Linked DNA regions of Callithrix jacchus: region 1 is linked to region 2. A link is a contact called in public Hi-C data. All regions are on one chromosome and are shown on one strand. Each heading gives the region's core, a stretch centred on a gene start, on an enhancer-like site or on the middle of the called end of the contact. The rest is flanking DNA. Distances are from core to core; before and after follow the strand shown.

Region 1 (3,047 bases), core at 102-2,601, 75 kb before region 2:
TCTAGGTCTCTAGTAAGAGTGGGAAGTTTTCCTTATTTCCCCAAATATGTTTTCCAAACTTTTAGATTTCTCTTCTTCCTCAGGAACACTGATTATTCTTAAGTTTGGTCAACATAAACCCAGACTTCTTGGAGGCTTTCATATTTTCTTTTTTTTCTTTCTTTCTTTCTTTTTTTTTTTTTTTTGAGACGGAGTTTCGCTCTTGTTACCCAGGCTGGAGTGCAATGGCGCGATCTCGGCTCACCGCAACCTCCGCCTCCTGGGTTCAGGCAATTCTCCTGCCTCAGCCTCCCGAGCAGCTGGGATTACAGGCACGCGCCACCATGCCCAGCTAATTTTTGTATTTTTAGTAGAGACGGTGTTTCACCATGTTGACCAGGATGGTCTCGATCTCTTGATCTTGTGATCCACCCGCCTCAGCCTCCCAAAGTGCTGGGATTACAGGCGTGAGCCACCGCGCCCGGCCCGGCTTTCATATTTTCTTATTCTCTCTCTTTTTAAATCTTTGTTGGATTGGGTTAATTCAGACCTTCAAGTTCTGAATTTCTTTCTTCTACTTTTTCAATTCTACTGCTGAGACTTTCCAGAGCATTTTGAATTTCTGTAAGTGTGTCCAATGTTACCTGAAGCTTTGATTGCTTTTTCTTTATGTGATTTCCTCAAATATTTCTCCCTTTGCTTCTTGTGCCATGTTTTTGGATTTCCTTGCATTGGAATTCACCTTTGTCTGCTGCCTCCCTGACTAGCTTAATAACTAACCTCCTGAATTCTTTTTCAGGTAAATCAGGGATTTCTTCTTGTTTTGGATCCACTGCTGGTGATCTAGTGTGATTTTTTGGGGGGAGGGGGAGGTGTTAAGGAGCCTTGTTTTGTCATATTATCAGAGTTGGTCTTCTGGTTCCTTCTCAGTCAGGCAGGCTCTGTCTGAGGGAAAGTCTTGGGCTGAAGGCTGTTGTTCAGATTCTTTGGTCCCATGGGGTGTTCCCTTAATATATAGTCTCCCTTTCATATGGATGTGGCTTCCTGTGAGCTGAGCTGCAGTGATTGTTGCTATCTGTCTTCTGGGTCTCGCCACCAGCAAGTCTACCAGGCAGCAGGCTGGTCCTGAGGGATGCCTGCACAGAGTCCTGTGATGTGAACCATCTGTGGGTCTCAGCCGTGCACACCGGCACCTGTTCCGGTGGAGGTGGCAGGCTGGTGAAATGGACTCTGTGAGGGTTCTTAGCCTTGGTGGTTTAACGGTCTATTTTTGTGCTGGTTGGCCTCCTGCCAATCCCTTGGAGGATGTTGGCACGGTCCAGAGAGCATCAGCTGTGGTAGTATGGCGAGGACCTGGTGGTGGGCAGGGCCCTAGAACTCCCAAGAATATTTTCCCTTTGTCTTTAGCTACCAGGGTTGGTCAGGTGGAGGCAGGGCTAGGTGTGTCTGAGCCTAGATTCTCCTTGGGTGGGTCTTGCTGCAGTTGCTGTGAGGCATGGAGGTGAGGCTCCCGGGTCACTGGAGTTGTTACTTAGGAGGATTATGGCTGCCTCTGCTGAGTCATGTAGGTTGTCAGGGAAGTGTGGGAAAGCTGGCAGCCACAGGCCTCACTCAGCTCCCACATAATCCAAAGGGTCGGTCTCACTCCCACTGTGCCCCTCTCAACAGCCCTGAGTCTGTTTCCAGGCAGTGGGTAAGCAGGACTTGAGAACTTGCCCCAGGTTACCCGCCTCCCAGTAGCAAAAGTAAAGGCCTTTGGTTCTTCCTCCACCTGTGGAGTCTGCACACCAGATTTGCACCCTCCCCTGAGTTCTGGCCAGGAGGCTTCTCACAGGGTTCAAATTGTTACAAAGTTCACCCAGGGACTTCCTGCTCCCCGTGGTGTTTTCCTCCTGCACCTCGGTCCACCCTCCTGAAGGATCTTTGTGGTGCCAGGCAGGAGTGCGCTTCTGGGAGACCCAGCGAGCTCCCAGGACCTTTCTTGCTGCTTCCTCTACCCCTGTATTTTGCTTGGCTCTCTAAATTGACTCAGCTCCAGGTATGGTTGGAAAATTCTCTCAGAAACTAGACCTTCAGTTTCCCCAGTGGGGGTGTGTGTTCAGGAGTGGAGGATCTCCCTTTCCCACTTCCACAATTTGGGCACAGTGTTTAGGGTGTCTCCCTGGTCCTGCAGGAGCAGTCTGCTTCCCTCAGAGGGTCCGTGGGTCTTCCTGGGGTTCCTGGTTTGTTCTTGCAGTCCTTCTGCAGCTTAAATTCACCATGCAAGCCTCCATACACTGCTCTGTCCATTCAAGTCACAGCTGCGATCTAGTCCTACCTCCCGTCTGCCATGACGATCATAAGTAGTCAGAAGGTTCTGCACATTTTTAAATGACCGCATCTCACAGGAACTCACTCACTATTGGGAGGACAGTCCCAAGAGGATGATACTAAACCATTTGTGAGAAATATTCTCCCATGACCCCACCACCTTCCACCAGGCCTCCCCTCCAGCACTGGGAACTACAATTCAACATGTGATATAGGTGAGGACACAGATCCAAACCATCCCATACACGCTTCTTATATGACCCTTGAGACCCAGCCTGCTGCCATGTGAACAAGCCTAGACTACCCTGCTGGCTTATGAGAGACACGTGTTAGCAGTAGACAACTCCCAGAACTCTTCAGCTGACTGCAGCCCAAATTGCCAACCCACAAAAACATAAAGTAAATCAATTATGTTGTTTGAAGCCACTGAGCTCTGGGAGAGTTTGTTAAGCAGCAGAAGCTGATTGACATTTGACTACACACTATGCTGCCTCTAGATTATACTTACTTTGTACAACAACAAATCTCATAGATGATTTTGCATGTTGTGTTATTTAATTTTCACAATTACTACATGAGGTGAGACCTAAAAAAAATAGAGATTGTAGGACTTTAACTAGTCCAAGATCAATTGCTAATGAGTAGAAGCAGCAGAGTTAAAATGTATAAAATAGGTTGGGCACGATAGCTCACGCCTGTAATCCCAGCACTCTGGGAGGCTGAGGCGGGCAGATCGCTTGAGGCCAGGAGTTTGAGAC
Region 2 (3,466 bases), core at 663-3,162:
GCTAGCGCCACAGCAGCCTGCCAAAGCCAACGAAAACTCCCTCGGGAGAAAGACAGCATCATCCTAGGCATCAACTTACCTTCACCATTTTTCATATACAATGTCAGGTACTCAATCAGAAAGAACCAGCAGAGTGCCAGCGTCTACGGAGCACTGTAGTTTAAGTTATTCAGAACAACTTTCTTTGAATATGTTTTCTTTAAAATAAACATAGAGACCTCTACATAAATGAAAAGTTATCACTCCACTTACATCTCCCTCCTCACCATGGTGTACAACAGCGTCTGCTAATATATAAATTAGATGTGTTCTTTTCAGATGAATATATTAAGTAATTTGTCATAAGATCAATTGCAATTTTTAAAATCCCTCCTGTTGAAATCTCTTTTATAGTAACATGATTAAGTCATCATGGCATATGATCTGGCGTTTACTCTGTGAATTGAGATATATTTGGCCGTCATCAGCTAGAATCTCAAGTGATGGATATGTCCCCTGTATGTAGTAGCTTCTTCTCTCTCTTCTCAAAGAAATTTCAAACGTGGGAGGGAACAGAGTCGGGTGATCTATCCTTTCATCTATTCCACCATCTCTCTTTATTTTCTTATTACTTTATTTCTTCTGAAGGGTTTATTTATGACCTAAACAAGATACAGAAATCTAAGCCAAAACATTTTGTTTCTTCAAATAACAAATAACATGCCTATAATCTCAGTACTTTTGGAGGACGAGGTAGGAGAATCACCTGAGGCCAGGAGTTTGCAAACAGCCTGGGCAACACAGTGAGACTCCATCTCTAAACATTTTTTTTTTGAGATGGAGTCTCACTCTGTCACCCAGGGTGGAGTGCAGTGGTGCCATCTCAGCTCACTGCAATCTCTGCCACTTGGTTCAAGTGATTCTTCTGCTTCAGCGTCCTGAGTAGCTGAGACTACAGGTGCGTGCCACCATGCTTGGCTAATTTTGTATTTTTTTTATTAGAGACAAGGTTTCACCGTATTGGTCAGGCTGGTCTTGAACTCCTAACCTTGTGATTTGCCTGCCTTGGCCTCCCAAAGTGCTGGGATTACAGGCGTAAGCCACCATGTCTGGCCTCTAAAAAAAAAATTTTTTTTAATTAACTGGGTGTGGTGGCATGTGCCTATAGACCCAGCCAGTCAGAAATCTGAGGCGAGAGGATCACTTGAACCCAGAAGTTCAAAGCTACAGTGAGCAATGACTGGGTTACTGCATCCCAGCCTGGGCGACAGAGCAAGACCCTGTCTCCAAAAAGAATAGAAAAGAAAGAAACAAATAATGCAGGAAACCCCCTGTAAATAACACAAACACAGGTGGTTTCGGCGATCAAACCAACTGGCCCCAGGTGTAGAACTGGAGCAAGACGTAGTACCCCCCCTCCCCCCCCCACTGCCCCCCACCCAAAGCTGAGAACCCTTTGCCGGGAATGAGCCTTTCTGGAATCTTTCCTGCGGGCTTCCTTAAAAGTTTCACTTTATACCCAACACATAAACACATACACAGCAGAGGGCGCCCCAGTATAACCCAAGAGCCCCAGGGCCACTGAACAGCTCTGAATTCTTACACTTCTGGTGATGTTTGCTCAACAAACATCTAATGAGCGTTTATTACGTGCCAGGCACATACTCTCTTTAGGTAATTCAGACACAAAGCTGAATTTGCCTCAGTTCCTGTTCTCAAGAAGCTTGTATGCAGTCAGGCAGGAGAGATGAGCGTGTGTGTTCACTAAAACTATCAACAGCTAACATTTATTTCCCAGTCACTGTGCTTCCGGCACCACGCTGAAGGCTTTGCCTGTGTAATCTCATCTGCTCTTCATAAGAGCTTTCCAAGGTAGGGCTGGCATCGCGCTGTGAGAAGTGTTATAATCGAGGAATGAAAGTGCTTGGAAAGGAATAAGAAGGACTTACGTCTACCCAAGGAAGTTAGAGAAAGAAAGAAGTGACTTATTTACGCCTATGCCTTTTCCTCAGCGGTCAGCTGGTTGAGTGCACAGGCTGTTTTGCTCAGAGGTGAGACCTCAGTGCCTTGTCCCAGTATCTGATGAATGAATGAATGACACTTGAGCTGGATCTTGAAAGATATTCACAAGACAGGAAAGAGAAAAGGGCCTTCTAGGCAGAGGATGCAGCATAATAAAGTCATTGACACACGACTGTGAGATACTCAGGGAATACCAAGTAATCTGGGGTAAGAATCAGAGTACAAAGTGGGAAGTGGGAGGGTCCGTTGGCGTCTTATTTAGCTCCTGCTGTATGACAAATCACCCTAAATCAAATGGAGTAAGCAATAAGTATTTATTATTGTTTATACAAGCCCTCTGGGGGTTTCTGTCAGACGTGACTGATTTCATCTGGGCTTGGTCATAAATAAGCAGAAACTTGGGGGTCATGCTGGGGGCTGGCTTGCCTAGTGTGGCCTCATTCACACGTGTGTGATTGGCTGGATGTTGGCTGGGTGGATACGGGTGACTGGGCCCTGTGTCTCTGATCATTTAGTAGGCTAGTGTGGGCTTGTTCATGTGGCAGTGGCAGGGTTCCACAAATGTGAGTGGACATGGACAAGGGCTTTTGAGACCTAGGTTTGGAATTGGTACTCTGTCATTTCTACCACATTCTATTGACCAAAGAGCGTCAAAGAACAGCCTAAATTCAAAGATTGGGGAAACAGACTCCACCCTTTAATGGGAGGAGCTACAAAGTAAAATTAGAAAGGGCGGGGATACAGGGAGGGGTGATGAACTAGAGACGTTTGCACTTAGCTACTTCTGTTGAGACTAGATACCAGAGAGTTTTCACCATCTGAATGCCAAGTATGGACTTTATTTTGCAAGAATGGGAAGATCTCAAAGGCATGATGTAGGTTTAGGTCTTAGAAATATAACTGTGGTAGTGTGACATGATACAATGTTTGAAGGGAGGAGAGATTGAAAGCTAAGTGCCTTTGAGGAAGCGAATTCAGCAGTACACGATGACGTAGGTTTGAACAAAATCTACGCTGTGAGTTTATTCTGTCCAGTCTGCCAAGTTAAACCAGGAACATCTTTATGCTCTGTCCCCGCCAATTCATTCTGCATAGGGCTTTAAAAATGTGAGTTTAACTATGTGGGGAAGAAATCAGTTTAGATAATTTCCAAATTCCTTCTGCATGCTAAGTTCCCATCATTCTAAGAAGAGCCTTGTCTCCGTTTGTTTCAAATGCCTTGAGGATAACATACCATCTAAAGGTGATTTTTCTTACATAAAAATTGTGGGGAATCGAGGAGGGTTTTTTAGCAAATGAAAAATGTGATCAGAGCTGCCTATGGGAAGCTAAATTTAACAGATGAGAGCAGAACAGATTAATGGTGGAAAGTTGTAGTGGGGGAGCCATTTGGAGTCCATAGACATGGTTCATACTCAAATTCATAAGGACCTGGATGAGTCAGGGAGTAGGCAGTTGGGGGTGG

Evidence for each region. A called contact is a pair of places that touch in the nucleus more often than the background predicts.
Region 1: a contact with region 2 is called in a Hi-C map of skeletal muscle, with 4 times the contacts expected there. The contact joins two enhancer-like sites. A contact is called at or near these places in 2 of 3 Hi-C or Micro-C datasets (both in skeletal muscle).

What each region holds. Positions count from the first base shown.
Region 1 is chr10:7,581,110-7,584,156 of calJac240_pri, reverse strand. All of the region lies in intron 2 of LOC108593706 (a long non-coding RNA gene), which reads right to left. Among named protein-coding and RNA genes, the nearest start is that of SLN, 43 kb to the right of the region's middle. Within about 2 kb of position 1,351, at least 1 of the 16 cell types and tissues checked has an H3K27ac peak or open chromatin away from gene starts, as enhancers often do. A contact at or near this core is called in skeletal muscle, where this site is marked.
Region 2 is chr10:7,506,332-7,509,797 of calJac240_pri, reverse strand. No RefSeq gene overlaps it. Among named protein-coding and RNA genes, the nearest start is that of SLN, 32 kb to the left of the region's middle. Within about 2 kb of position 1,912, at least 1 of the 16 cell types and tissues checked has an H3K27ac peak or open chromatin away from gene starts, as enhancers often do. A contact at or near this core is called in skeletal muscle, where this site is marked.